3 separate regions of the Mus musculus genome follow, and regions 1 and 3 are each linked to region 2. The links are chromatin contacts, called in public Hi-C and HiChIP or PLAC-seq maps. All regions are on one chromosome and are shown on one strand. Each heading gives the region's core, a stretch centred on a gene start, on an enhancer-like site or on the middle of the called end of the contact. The rest is flanking DNA. Distances are from core to core; before and after follow the strand shown.

Region 1 (4,224 bases), core at 1,290-3,789, 200 kb before region 2:
GAGCGCTACGTGCCTGCAATATTGATGAGGCTTTTATCTGTCATCAATTTCCTCACTTGAAAAATCATCAAAGGCAGGCTTAGAGTGAAATAGAACTTTTATTTCCATTTTATTATTTACTTCAGCGATTGTTCTGTGGGTCTATCAGAATAGAGAGTACTAGCCGATGTGTTCCAGTGGAGTCACAGAGAAGGGAAAAACAGCCCAGACCCTATACTTGGCTAAGGTAGGAAACTAGAGGAAAACAAGAATGACAGCCAGATTTGAGTATCTGTATGTCCTGGGAGATTGTCTTCCAGACAATCTCAAGGTTAGGCCTAGAAGATACTGGAACTGGAGTGACACCTTCATCTAATGCAATGACCAGTTTATACACAAGGACACAAGCCAAAGGAGTCTGGGAAATCCACGATTGGACATAGAACCCACTTCCCTTAACTATTGTTAGTTTTGTGGGAATACTGTGTCTTTGCTTTCACAAGTGCCTAGCTGAAAGAGAGAGGGAGAGGGAAAAGGGAGGGGAAGGGGGGAGGGAGAGTCAGAGAGAGAGAGAGACAGAGACAGAGAGAGACAAAGAGGCTGGTCTAGAGAAAAGATATATCAATTTTGCAGAGCCGGATGTAGCATTAGAAAATGGGGGAAATGGTTGGACTTATACTTCAAATGGGACAGTATATAAAGAGTCAGAATGCTTTTGAAATTTAGCCTCCTCCTTCCATCACCTGTGCCTGAGTGGGTGCTGGCCACCACTGGCAGTGGTACAGCAGGGATTGCTTCCGTGAACTCCATACAAGATGGAGAAGCATCCGCCACCATTCTGTCTGTGCGGTGTCTCTAAGTCCGCTGAAGGGAAACACAATCACATTCTCGTGAGAGGGAGGTGAGTCACAGCTATTGGTGACCAGCTGCGACATGGTGTTTTGGAAGATAATTTACAGTCATCTTTCTGCTTCTCTCACGACCCAGCTTCAGTGAGTCACTCCAGTAAAGAAAACCGCTGAGTCATTCTGCCAGCATATGTGGCTCCGGAGGAGATAAGGAGTCTTAAATATACAGCTTTCCTATTTAACAAAAGACAGAAGACCAGGAGCTTCAGGATAATCTTGTCACAGTTTTAGTTTTTTTTCCCCCTAGAAATTGCTACAGTGTAGCCTTTATACCAGGCTTATGATAGAAATTGTAACTTAGAAAAATAGCTCCTATTGTATGAACTGGTTAGGTGAGATTATTTCCTTTTTCAGTCAATTTTTATATGTCTACCCTTTCCTCTTTCATCTTCCAGGCCTTAGAATCCAGGGCCAGACATCTATTTGTAACATAAGCTTTTAGTGTGATTTTATTAATTGCTGGGGGTGCTCAGTTGTGTGCTCTGTGTCTTAAAAAGGTGAGACATATCTGTCCCCTTGAAAGCTCACACAAGGCAGTTACTAAGATTCCCTATTCTTGGGTATGATAAAAACGATGCCGTGGTATAGGTATCTGTGATGGCTGGTCTTAAGTTGCTATGTGACACATTTAGAATCACAGAGGAAGGAAACCTCGGTGAGGGACTGTCTGCATTAGGTTGGCCTATGGACATTGCTATGGGGTTTATCTTAATTCTGGGAAGACCCAGCTTTTGCAGGTGGCACTGTTCCCTGGGAGGAAGAGTCTGCATAGTACAAGAGGGGAGAAAATAGCGTTTGGGGAGTGGCTTAATGGATAAGTAGGCTGGCTACTCTTATAGAGGATTAGGGTTCAATTTCTATCAATGCAGGGTATCTTACAATCCTCTAAAACTGCAGTTTTAGGGATCCAACACCCTCTTCTGGCCTCTGTGAGCACTAAGTACATGTGTGGTACACATATTTATATGAATGCAAACCACACATACACACAAAGCAGAAATAAATCTTTTTAAAAAGTACTTGCTGTTTGCAGAGGACTCGGGTTCCTAGTCTCCCTGTGGAGGCTCCTGACATCCTATGGCCCCAGTACCAGGAAATCTGATGCCCTCTTTTGGTCTTCTCAGGGTACCAGGCAGGCACATGGTACACATACATATATGCAAACACTAACATATGCACATAAGATAAAAACAAGTACGTCTTTTTAAAGAGTGAAGAGAGTAAGCTACATGCTTTGCTTGCCCTAAATCTTTGTCCTCTTTTGGCTATAGATGCAGAGTGACCAGTTCTCTCAAGCTCCTGCCAGTGTGACCCCCCCCCCCCCTTGCTATGATGGACTGTAACCTGCCATCATAGCAACAGGAAACAAAACTATGCACTGGGATTATTAGTTTAGTTTACAGGACAGGAGAGGGCTAGTGCAGCATTGGCCATTTGTAAGCTGGTTAGGCAGAGAAACAGGTGCCTCCCCAACCAGGAGGCTCAGCTTGGGAGGTCCCTGGAGGGACACTGATTCTGACTCCATTTGAAATCCAAAGGATCTTGAGTGTGGAATCAGGGGAGGAGCCTGACAGCCTCAAGAGAGACACTTGCTCAGAAAGAAGGCAGGCAGGTTTGCATGCTGCTTTGCCTTGAACTTTGTGTACAATTAACAATGAAGTTTTACTAGTGTGTTAGTATTTCAGTATCATTATATCTGTGATGTTAGACAGGCACTATTATGGGCTATAAAGTAAATGAGGTCTACAATTAAATTATTACATACACCTAGGGGAGTATATAACTAGAGGAGTAAATAACTGCAGGGCCCACCCAGAAAGCAAAGTAAATATATGAGATCCAGTATTAGCGCTTATAACATCTTTGAAAGTCAAACTTTTTTTAAAAAAAAGAATTATTCATTTTATGTATATGAGTACACTGTAGCTGTCTTCAGACATTCAGACATACAAGAAGAGGACATCAGATCCCATTACAGATGGTAGTTGTGAGCTACCATGTGGTTGCTGGGAATTGAACTCAGGATCTCTGGAAGAGCAGTCAGTACTCTTAACTGCTGAGTCATCTTTCTAGCCCCTAAAAGTTAAACTCTTAAGAACTTCAATCTTCTCCAATATATTTCTCAATTTTCTCCCAAATACTTTCAAATCTGTCCCCCACATTAAGAGCATTAGCATTTCCAATACTAACAGCACTCAGATATAAGAACAGGATCTCTGTATTTCTTCTTGCTGCAGGAGGAAGCTCCTCTGATGAACAAGTGCAGATCTATGAGTATAGCAGAATTTCATTAGGAGTCAGTTTGTTGCTATGTTTTTGTTGGTTTTGATTTTTGTTGTTGTTGTTTTGTTTTGTTTTTAAAGAACAGTAGCATTAGTTTTACTCTAGGTGTCTGGACTATCTAGTCTCTTGGTCTTGGTTGCACAAGTAGTGTTGGGTATGGGCTCCCTCTTATGGAGTGGGCCTTAAGTCAATCAGACTTTGGTTGGTTATTCTTTTTTTTTTTTTTTTTATTTGTTATAATTTTATTGATGAAATATAAAAATTCTTTTTTTTTCTTTCCATTTTTTATTAGGTATTTAGCTCATTTACATTTCCAATGCTATACCAAAAGTCCCCCATACCCACCCACCCCCACTCCCCTACCCGCCCACTCCCCCTTTTTGGCCCTGGCGTTCCCCTGTTCTGGGGCATATAAAGTTTGTGTGTCCATTGGGCCTCTCTTTCCAGTGATGGCCGACTAGGCCATCCTTTGATACATATGCAGCTAGAGTCAAGAGCTCCGGGGTACTGGTTAGTTCATAATGTTGATCCACCTATAGGGTTGCAGATCCCTTTAGCTCCTTGGGTACTTTCTCTAGCTCCTCCATTGGGAGCCCTGTGATCCATCCATTAGCTGACTGTGGGCATCCACTTCTGTGTTTGCTAGGCCCCGGCATAGTCTCACAAGAGACAGCTACATCTGGATCCTTTCGATAAAATCTTGCTAGTGTATGCAATGGTGTCAGCGTTTGGATGGTGATTATGGGGTGGATCCCTGGATAAGGCAGTCTCTACATGGTCCATCCTTTCATCTCAGCTCCAAACTTTGTCTCTGTAACTCCTTCCAAGGGTGTTTTGTTCCCACTTCAAAGGAGGGGTATAGTGTCCACACTTCAGTCTTCATTTTTCTTGAGTTTCATGTGTTTAGGAAATTGTATCTTATATCTTGGGTATCCTAGGTTTTGGGCTAATATCCACTTATCAGTGAGTACATATTGTGTGAGTTCCTTTGTGAATGTGTTACCTCACTCAGGATGATGCCCTCCAGGTCCATCATTTTGGTTAGGAATTTCAT
Region 2 (3,884 bases), core at 6-2,505:
CTAACAGTCAGGCATATTTTCAGGGTCTTGCATAAGTAGACTTTCTTGAAATACTTATTACTTTTATTATGTACACCTCTGATGGAGGTGTTAATGTGAATTTAAATGGTTTAACATTACAGTAAGAAAGTACGGTGAACTACGTTAAAGAATTAGCATGTTTGAAATAGTCGACCCTTCTCAGTCATGTAGCCATTTCCACTCATCTCCAGCAAAAGAAAAAAAAATGGAAGGCGGTACATTTCTGGCCAGCTGTGCTCATGCATGTTTGAATTCTGGAACTCAGTTGGTGGACCACCCGAAACACACTTTTAGTGACCTTCCAAGCTGTAACTCTCTCAAATGGAGATTACACATTATCCTTTCCTGCTTCATTTCCTGGAAATGAACTGAGGAGTGTCAGGAAAGCCAAGTGAAGCAGCTGCTGCTGCTCCTGTCAGGACAGGAAATGGCCCCGTTCTTCCTAGCACAGATGGGACCGCCATGCAGAGCAGCTGTATCACTCTTTCTGCATAAATGAGAAAGGAGATTGTTTCTTTCCAGGCTAATCACAAAGCCAATGGGAATCAGCTCCTGTGAGCAACCTGACCAATGATTTTGAAAACTTTTGTGTGTGCATGACACATGCACCCTACAGCAAAAAAATCCTAACTCTAACTAGGATGATAGTGGTTAAACTGTCTCTTCTCTGTGGGGCTCTTCCCACACTCATTCTAGCTGTGTTAAATGCACACAATATTTCTCATTGGTTGAGACCTTAAGGCTATACAGACTCCAGTCTGCCACAGGGAAGACAACAGGCTTTGTTCTGGTTGTGTAGTGTCTTCTCCAGCCTTCTGACTTCCCATCTGCGTCCCTGAGGACCGGCAACATCTCCCTTACATGCTTATCATCAGGACTAGAAGTTTTACATATATACTTGGTACACGAGCTTATGTGTAGAAGTTGTTAATGAAGATGATGCAAATTTGATTAATCTAGCTTAAACAGTCCCCCTGTAGGCACATAAACTCCTACTAATGTGATACCAGCATGATATTCATCCTGTAGCCAATCACCCTTTTGCTCCATTACTAATGAAATGCTGCCCAATTTAAGTCCCCAGTGTACTGGCTTGAAAACAGAAGTCTATGCCGGTGTTATAAAATGGACATTTATATAATGAGAAATTAAAGGCTGTGGGCCCTCCCAGGCTGCCCCAGTTCCATGGCAGTGCTAACGCTTCCTGAGGAACTCTGCCACTTCCCACATGCTGCCCACTTGCTAGGTGTGATGTTTGCTGCGTTTCCCCGTGTGCCTTGTGTTCTGAAATTACTATTATTACGCACTGTAATTACAAAAGCTGTGCGGGGGACATCAAGTACCGGCATTGCACATTCTTTTCGAGAAATTGAAAATCCATCTTCTTTTATGAGATTTAAAACAGCTAGCTGATTTATCAGCAAGTCTACAGAGAAGATGTGAGGCCTGAATGATGCTGCAAATTCCCAAGCACTGGGTGGCTTAGAGTCTACAGACAGGATATTCTAATAGGCCACTTGAACTTCCACAAGCAAAATGCATTTAAAATGTCACTACCATCTAGTACAGCTCAATCACCTTTACAGGCTGATGAAGAAGGCAAGCCAGGGTGTCTGCTGGCTGAGACTGATTTCATGGTCCCTAGGACCTTTGCAGTGAAGAAACTGTGCATTTCTCTGAAGCTGTAGGTAGTACTATGGAGCAACATTCAAAATGATGCGACTGAATTTCCGGCTCCCGTATTATGTTGTTACCATGGGTTTCTTCCTCTCTAGGACTTGGTAGCTAAGAGCACAAACTCCTCTTTAAATACCAAGGGGTATCATTTGTTTCACAGTTCTCTCGAAAGGTGAATTCCAGTCTGGAGTTCTTGTTCCTTTCAGTTTAGTCATCCTGATGTCCCTATGTGCCACACCCTCTGTTGGGGTCTACTTGACAGGCTGAAAAAAGTCTGTAAGCACTCAATGAGGAAAAGAGTTTCAAGGAACCTCACCTCCTGGAGTTTTGGTGTTCTCATTTACCCATATACTCATACTCTATTCCCGCGTTAGTCTGGTGTATGAATCTATGCGCTCTCTTTTAATATTTTATTATAAATGCCTTTTAAGATTAAATTCTGTTATAGTTAAGCCTCCCCATTGCTCTAAGGTCCCAGAAGCCTGCAAGCTTGAAATCTGAGCTTGAATTCCGGCAGGAATACAGAAAGGAAGTTACCTATTCAGTTACTAATTAAGCATTACAAAAGATGGAGCCAGTAACTCAGAGCTAGTCTGCAAAATATTTACCAAGGACAGTAGCAATTCTCACCCAAACAAGGGAATAATAGAGCTAGGGAATCCCACTGAGACAGAGGTCTACTCTACAGCTAGGTATAGAGAGCTTCATATTAGAAGTAAGTTGGTATATTCTTGTGTAGACCCAGGAAATAGGGTGTTGGGGTATTGCAGTATTCATGAAAAGATCTGCTAGTGCAGAACCCCTGGTGGTGGGTTTAACAATAGACCAGTTTACAGCTGGCTCCCTTCTTTTGTGACAGCAGCCTGGTCCTCATCTTCTTTTGATGTATACATTCTTTCTGTACTGCATCACTGTAACTTGGTGGATTGTATTTTGCCTGGTTTCTTGTTATTTCTTTGGTATAAAAAGTTTGATGCTCGACCTGACACAATGCATTTAGATTCTACACAATCTCACATGTTGGTCTGTCTGTCACCCACCGACGCTTTGCCCACCTGCCCCAGAGACCCGTTCCATGAAGACAAAGGGACCCAGAGGGTCTGCGGCACCTATGAGTGGCCCAGCCCTGCATAAAGACCTGCTAAGGTTACTGAGGCCTGCACGTGTGTTACCATGGCTACTGTCTTCCCTTCTCTAGTGTGATGTCATCCTTTTGACCTATGGTTGTGGAAGAAATGGTGGTGTTTCTCATCTCTCCACTGTCAGTGGTGAAAGCTCTGGCAACAATTTGATTGACAGCAGCACCTCAGGAAAATTTCAGCAAAGGAGATCACTATGATATCTGTAAAATTCCCTCTCCCTTAGAATTCCTATGGCAGCATAATTTTAGTGGTGGAGAATGGCTGTCCCTTCTCTAGGTTAAATGTTCGTACTATATATAATATTTTGATTGAAGGGGAGTAGCTATATGGTATAGCTGGGAGTGGCTAAACAAAACAATGTCAGTGGGAGCGTGACAGCCAGGGGCACATCCCAGGCAGTTAGACTTCTAGCAGCCTTCTCCACTGGGAACAGAACTGTGACACAGAAGTGTGCAATTATAAGAACCTCCTAAGAAGATGCAAAGCATTTGCCTTTCTCCGTTTGCAGAGCAATTAAGATAATATGAGGGGAGGAGATTATATATGGAGCTTTTTTTTTTTTTTTTTGGAGCAGAAACTCTTCTGGGGATTGTTCATTGGCTAGAGGGTTAAGGAGTGGGGAGGGCAAAGCAGAAGGGGGTGGGGGAAGAGGGCTGCTCCTGAACAACGGTCTTTGTATTCTCCCACCCCCAATGCCCTACTTCATTAGTCAAAACCCTAATGAAGCAGATTAACTCTTCCCATCAATCACAGTGTGCTTGGATTTTCCCATAATTATTCCGCACAAGAAGAGCATAGTCTAGATGCCGAGCAAGCCTGTTTCTGGGTGAAGCCATCTCTGGGGAAGGAAGCTCAGGGCTCAGGGAGAGAGGATTCATATTTTCTGGTGAGAAACTCATTCATTTAAAGCCACGTGTCTTTTATGTAGCCCCAGGCAGGCTACTCCTTACCTCCCTGACCTCAGCTAGGTCTCCCAGAGCATGGAATGGACTCTGCAGGTGGCTGAGAGCTTGCACAGACAATTCTTTAAGAAGTTGGTCATTA
Region 3 (3,716 bases), core at 244-2,743, 230 kb before region 2:
TCCACGCCCAGAGTCTCTCCCTTCCTGCTGCCTTCCAGTCTAGATGTAGAACTCTCTGCTTCTCCTGCAGCATACCTGCCTGCCTGCTACCACGCTTCCAGCCGTGGTGATAGTGGACCGAACCTCTAAAACTGTAATCAAGCCCCAGCTAGGCACTTTTTTTTTTTTTTAATGGTCATGGTGTCTCTTCACAGCAGTAGAATACTGACTAAGACAAGATGTACCATAAAAGCTTTTTAAGGAAACAACAAACTCTACAAGAAGGCAAGGGTAACTCCAACTTCAGGGTGATAGCCACAGTGACTAGAAGCGGCAGGAAATGCTTAGGCAAAAAGGAAAAGGCACCCAAATGGGTAGATGCAGAACTGTGGGAGTGGTTTTACATACAACGTATTTGGTCACATTGTCCCCTTCCCTAACTCCACATGACTTCAGGGACTGAATTCAAGTCATCAGTACTATTACTCTCTACGTCATCAAGCTGGACTTTGTTTAAGACAGGTCTATTGTAACCCAGGCTGGTCTTGAACTTGTAATGTAACTGAGGAGGACACTGAACTTTTGGTCTTATTGCTTCTGCCTGACAAGGCTGTTCTCTTTAAACCACATTTTTAACTTGGTGTTGTGAGAAAACACAACACAACGAGAATAATACCTATGTTCGCCATCCACTGGCCGTTAAGCCTTAGCAATCGCCTCACCCTACCCAGTTTAAAACATAGCTGGTGTCACTTTTGTTAAACGTTCGTTTCCCTGCTTAACTTCTCCCATTAGCTACTGTATGCTTAAGGAACCCATGAAATCATGTAAGAGTCCAGACTGGCCAATCTATCACTCATCTGAGAACCCGTATCCCTTACACTTCCAGGTCAGGCTACCAAAGTAGCCGGGCAGTGGTGGTTCGTGTCCTGGAGGCAGAGGCAAGAGGGTCTCTGTGATTTGGAGGCTACATATTGAGTTCTGATCTACATATCAAGTTCCAGGACAGCCGGGGCTACAACATAGAGACTGTCTTAAACAAAAGTCTTTAATAACTCCAGGGCTTGTTAATTCCAGCATTTTCTTTTACACACCTGCGTTAACCCCAAGCAAAAAAAAAAACGAAAGGTGAAATGTTTGTTCGCGTGTGCCTCGCCGCCCTGGCAGCTCCTCCAGTTTCCATCAGCTGGTTAGTAAGTGAATGAGTGAGTGAGTGAGTGAGTGAGTGAGTGAGTGAGTGAATGAATGAATGAATGAATGGTCCGTCCGCTGGCTGCAGAGCTTCGTGGGAACTGGGCTGGCGCTGGAAAGGAACGACTTCCCCGGGCCATTGCCCCGCAGGGCGGCCCTCGGCTCCTCCACGGCCCATAGCGTCCCCATACCCAGCGCATCCCGCCTCGCCTACCTGCGGTCCCGCCCCGGCCGTCCGGCGCTTCCCGCCACCGCCAACCATCCCGCAGCCGCAGCGAGCGAGCCAAGGCCCGCGCTCCTGCCGCTTCCGAGCGCCCGCTAGTGCTTCCGGGTTCAAAAGCCGCCAATCCGAGCTGCCGCTTAGCCACTCAGAGGCGCCAATTTAGAGACCAGGCTCCGCCCCCTGAGACGGAGGAGGACGCAAGGCCCGGTCCGCAGACCTGGGGTGGCCCCGCCCCCCCGAACGCAAGCACCGCCCCCTGAGCTACATCCGGGGCCCCGCCCATTGCCTAGCGCCAGCGTGCGCTAGAACCTAGACTATATGACTATTGAATTTGGGTTCTTAAGGAGCGATAAACTTCGTCCTCATATGCTCAAGAGAGATAGCTTTAAGATGCTGCCTCACTTCAGCCTTTTCGTTTTCTTTGTTTCTACTCATTTAAAGAATTAATTTTTTGCACTCCATCCCTTTCTCTCTTTTTTTTTTTTTTTTTTTTTTTTTTCCGAGACAGGGTTTCTCTGTGTAGTCCTGGCTGTCCTGACTCAGAAATCCGCCTGCCTCTGCCTCCCGAGTGCTGGGATTAAAGGCGTGCACCACCACCGCCCGGCTTCCCTTTCCCTTCCTATTGCACTATTGTCTAACACTAAGTAAACCTATCTTTTCTCTTTTCTTTACCTCCCTCCATTTCCTTCCCTTTATCTTCACATCCTCTCTCTCTCTCTTTCTCTCTCTCTCTCTCTCTCTCTCTCTCTCTCTCTCTCTCTTCTCATTTCTCTGTTCTTCATTCCTAATACAATTCGTTTTTTGTTTTTGTTTTTACAAATCTTGGCTATGCTTAGTGTAAGCCCTGTACCACGAGCAGCTGCAGCACCCCGAGCCAGTTTAAAAAGGCACACTGTCAGGCTCTACCCAGAGCTTAAAAATCAGAATCTGACTCTCAGGAAGAACACAGTTTGGAAGACACACTCCTCCACCACCTTCCCCTTCTCTTCCTTATTCACAATTTGTATACTCTCATTTTGTGGAACATATCCTTGGTTTTAAACTTATTTTATTTTTAGTTATATGAGTGTAGATTTGTAGATTTGTGTGTGTGTGTGTGTGTGTGTGTGTGTGTGTGTGTGTGTGAGCGCGTGTCCCACAGATGGCAAAAAAAAGGCATCGGATTCTCTGGAGATAGAGTTATAAGTGGCAGTGAGCCACTCGACGTGGGTGTCCTGCAAGGGCAGTGTATTACTCTTCACCACTGAGCCTTCTCCTCCGGTTTTGAGGAGCACTTCAAACCAGGGGCACAGCTGCTCCCTTGCTGTAACTGGGGCGGGAGTGAAAGAGAAAATAAAAGACCTAAAGGTCGCACTCCCTCCATCCTCCTCCTACCCCACTCATGTACTCATCTGGTACATGTTTCACACCAGCTGAAAGAATTTCAGCACACCTAACAATACTTGAAAAGACTGTGATAATATAGGCTAAAGTCTTTAGAGAGCTGTTTGAAACAAGAGTGTGGAAAACAGCCAATAACCCATACTTGGGATTAGAATGTTTGTTTCCATATGACCTTTCATACTAACCTTTATCTCATTCACAATCCTAACCAGTGCACCTCTTAAACTACTTTATAATCTCATTTACAAAACGAGATTCTTTAAAATAAGCGAATCCATTCTTTTTACATTTAATTTTAAAACTTTAATCTTTGAGGCTGGTTATAAATTACATTATTTGAACAATGTAATTTCAAAATCTCTATCAAATATAGATTTTTTTTACAAAAAGACATTAAAGCACATCTCTTTCTTATCCTGTTTTGTTTTTGTTTTTATTTATTTGTTTCATTTATTTTTGTTTTATCTTTTTTTTTTGTTTGTTGGTTTGGTTTGTTTGTTTGTTTTGGTCAAGTTGACCTAGGGTCACCTGGGAAGAACCTCAATTGGGAAAATGCCTTTATCACATTGCCTGTAGGCAAGTCTGTGAGGCATTTTCTTGATTAATGATTGATGTGGGAGGACCCAGCACCCCGAGGGCTTTGGTACCCCTGGGCAGGTGGTCCTAGGTCCTATCAGAAAGCAGACTGGACCAGGCATGAAAGCAAGCCCCGTGCTCCACCGTGGTCTCTGCTTCAACTATTGCCTCCAGGTTTCAGTGTGAGTTCCTGAGTTCCTGCCCTGACTTCCCTTCATGGTGGAGAGGAAAGGGCTTATTTCTTCTTATAATGCAAATGTAATATCTTTTTAATTACTTGTTTTGTATTGGTATTGAGTGTACCCCTTGGAGCCCAATAGAAGAAAGGCTGGAAATCTGAATAATCTCAGAGTGTGTCCTCCAT

What was found. Hi-C and Micro-C count contacts between places; a contact is called where the count stands out from the background. HiChIP or PLAC-seq counts read pairs in DNA pulled down with a chosen protein or histone mark.
Region 1: a contact with region 2 is called in a Hi-C map of embryonic stem cells, with 2.6 times the contacts expected there. The contact joins two enhancer-like sites. A contact is called at or near these places in 5 of 484 Hi-C or Micro-C datasets (cerebral cortex, cortical neurons, embryonic stem cells and 1 more), 5 of 115 datasets of contacts at active chromatin or transcription factors (embryonic stem cells and epiblast stem cells) and 3 of 9 other capture datasets (liver, macrophages and pancreatic islet).
Region 3: a contact with region 2 is called in an H3K27ac HiChIP or PLAC-seq map of embryonic stem cells, with 6 times the contacts expected there. The contact joins the promoter of Hpf1 here to the enhancer-like site in region 2. A contact is called at or near these places in 3 of 39 promoter capture datasets (embryonic stem cells, liver and pre-B cells), 1 of 484 Hi-C or Micro-C datasets (stem cell-derived germline stem cell-like cells) and 4 of 115 datasets of contacts at active chromatin or transcription factors (bone marrow-derived macrophages, embryonic hindbrain, embryonic stem cells and 1 more).

Annotation. Positions count from the first base shown.
Region 1 is chr8:60,856,501-60,860,724 of GRCm38.p6, reverse strand. No RefSeq gene overlaps it. Among named protein-coding and RNA genes, the nearest start is that of Hpf1, 32 kb to the left of the region's middle. Within about 2 kb of position 2,539, at least 127 of the 459 cell types and tissues checked have an H3K27ac peak or open chromatin away from gene starts, as enhancers often do. A contact at or near this core is called in embryonic stem cells, where this site is marked.
Region 2 is chr8:60,657,287-60,661,170 of GRCm38.p6, reverse strand. All of the region lies in intron 2 of Mfap3l (microfibrillar-associated protein 3-like), which reads right to left. Among named protein-coding and RNA genes, the nearest start is that of Mfap3l, 26 kb to the right of the region's middle. Within about 2 kb of position 1,255, at least 12 of the 459 cell types and tissues checked have an H3K27ac peak or open chromatin away from gene starts, as enhancers often do. A contact at or near this core is called in embryonic stem cells, where this site is marked.
Region 3 is chr8:60,888,205-60,891,920 of GRCm38.p6, reverse strand. Hpf1 (histone PARylation factor 1) reads right to left here and starts at 1,493. Exons shown (of 8, transcript NM_028299.3): 1 at 1,385-1,493. The coding sequence starts at 1,432.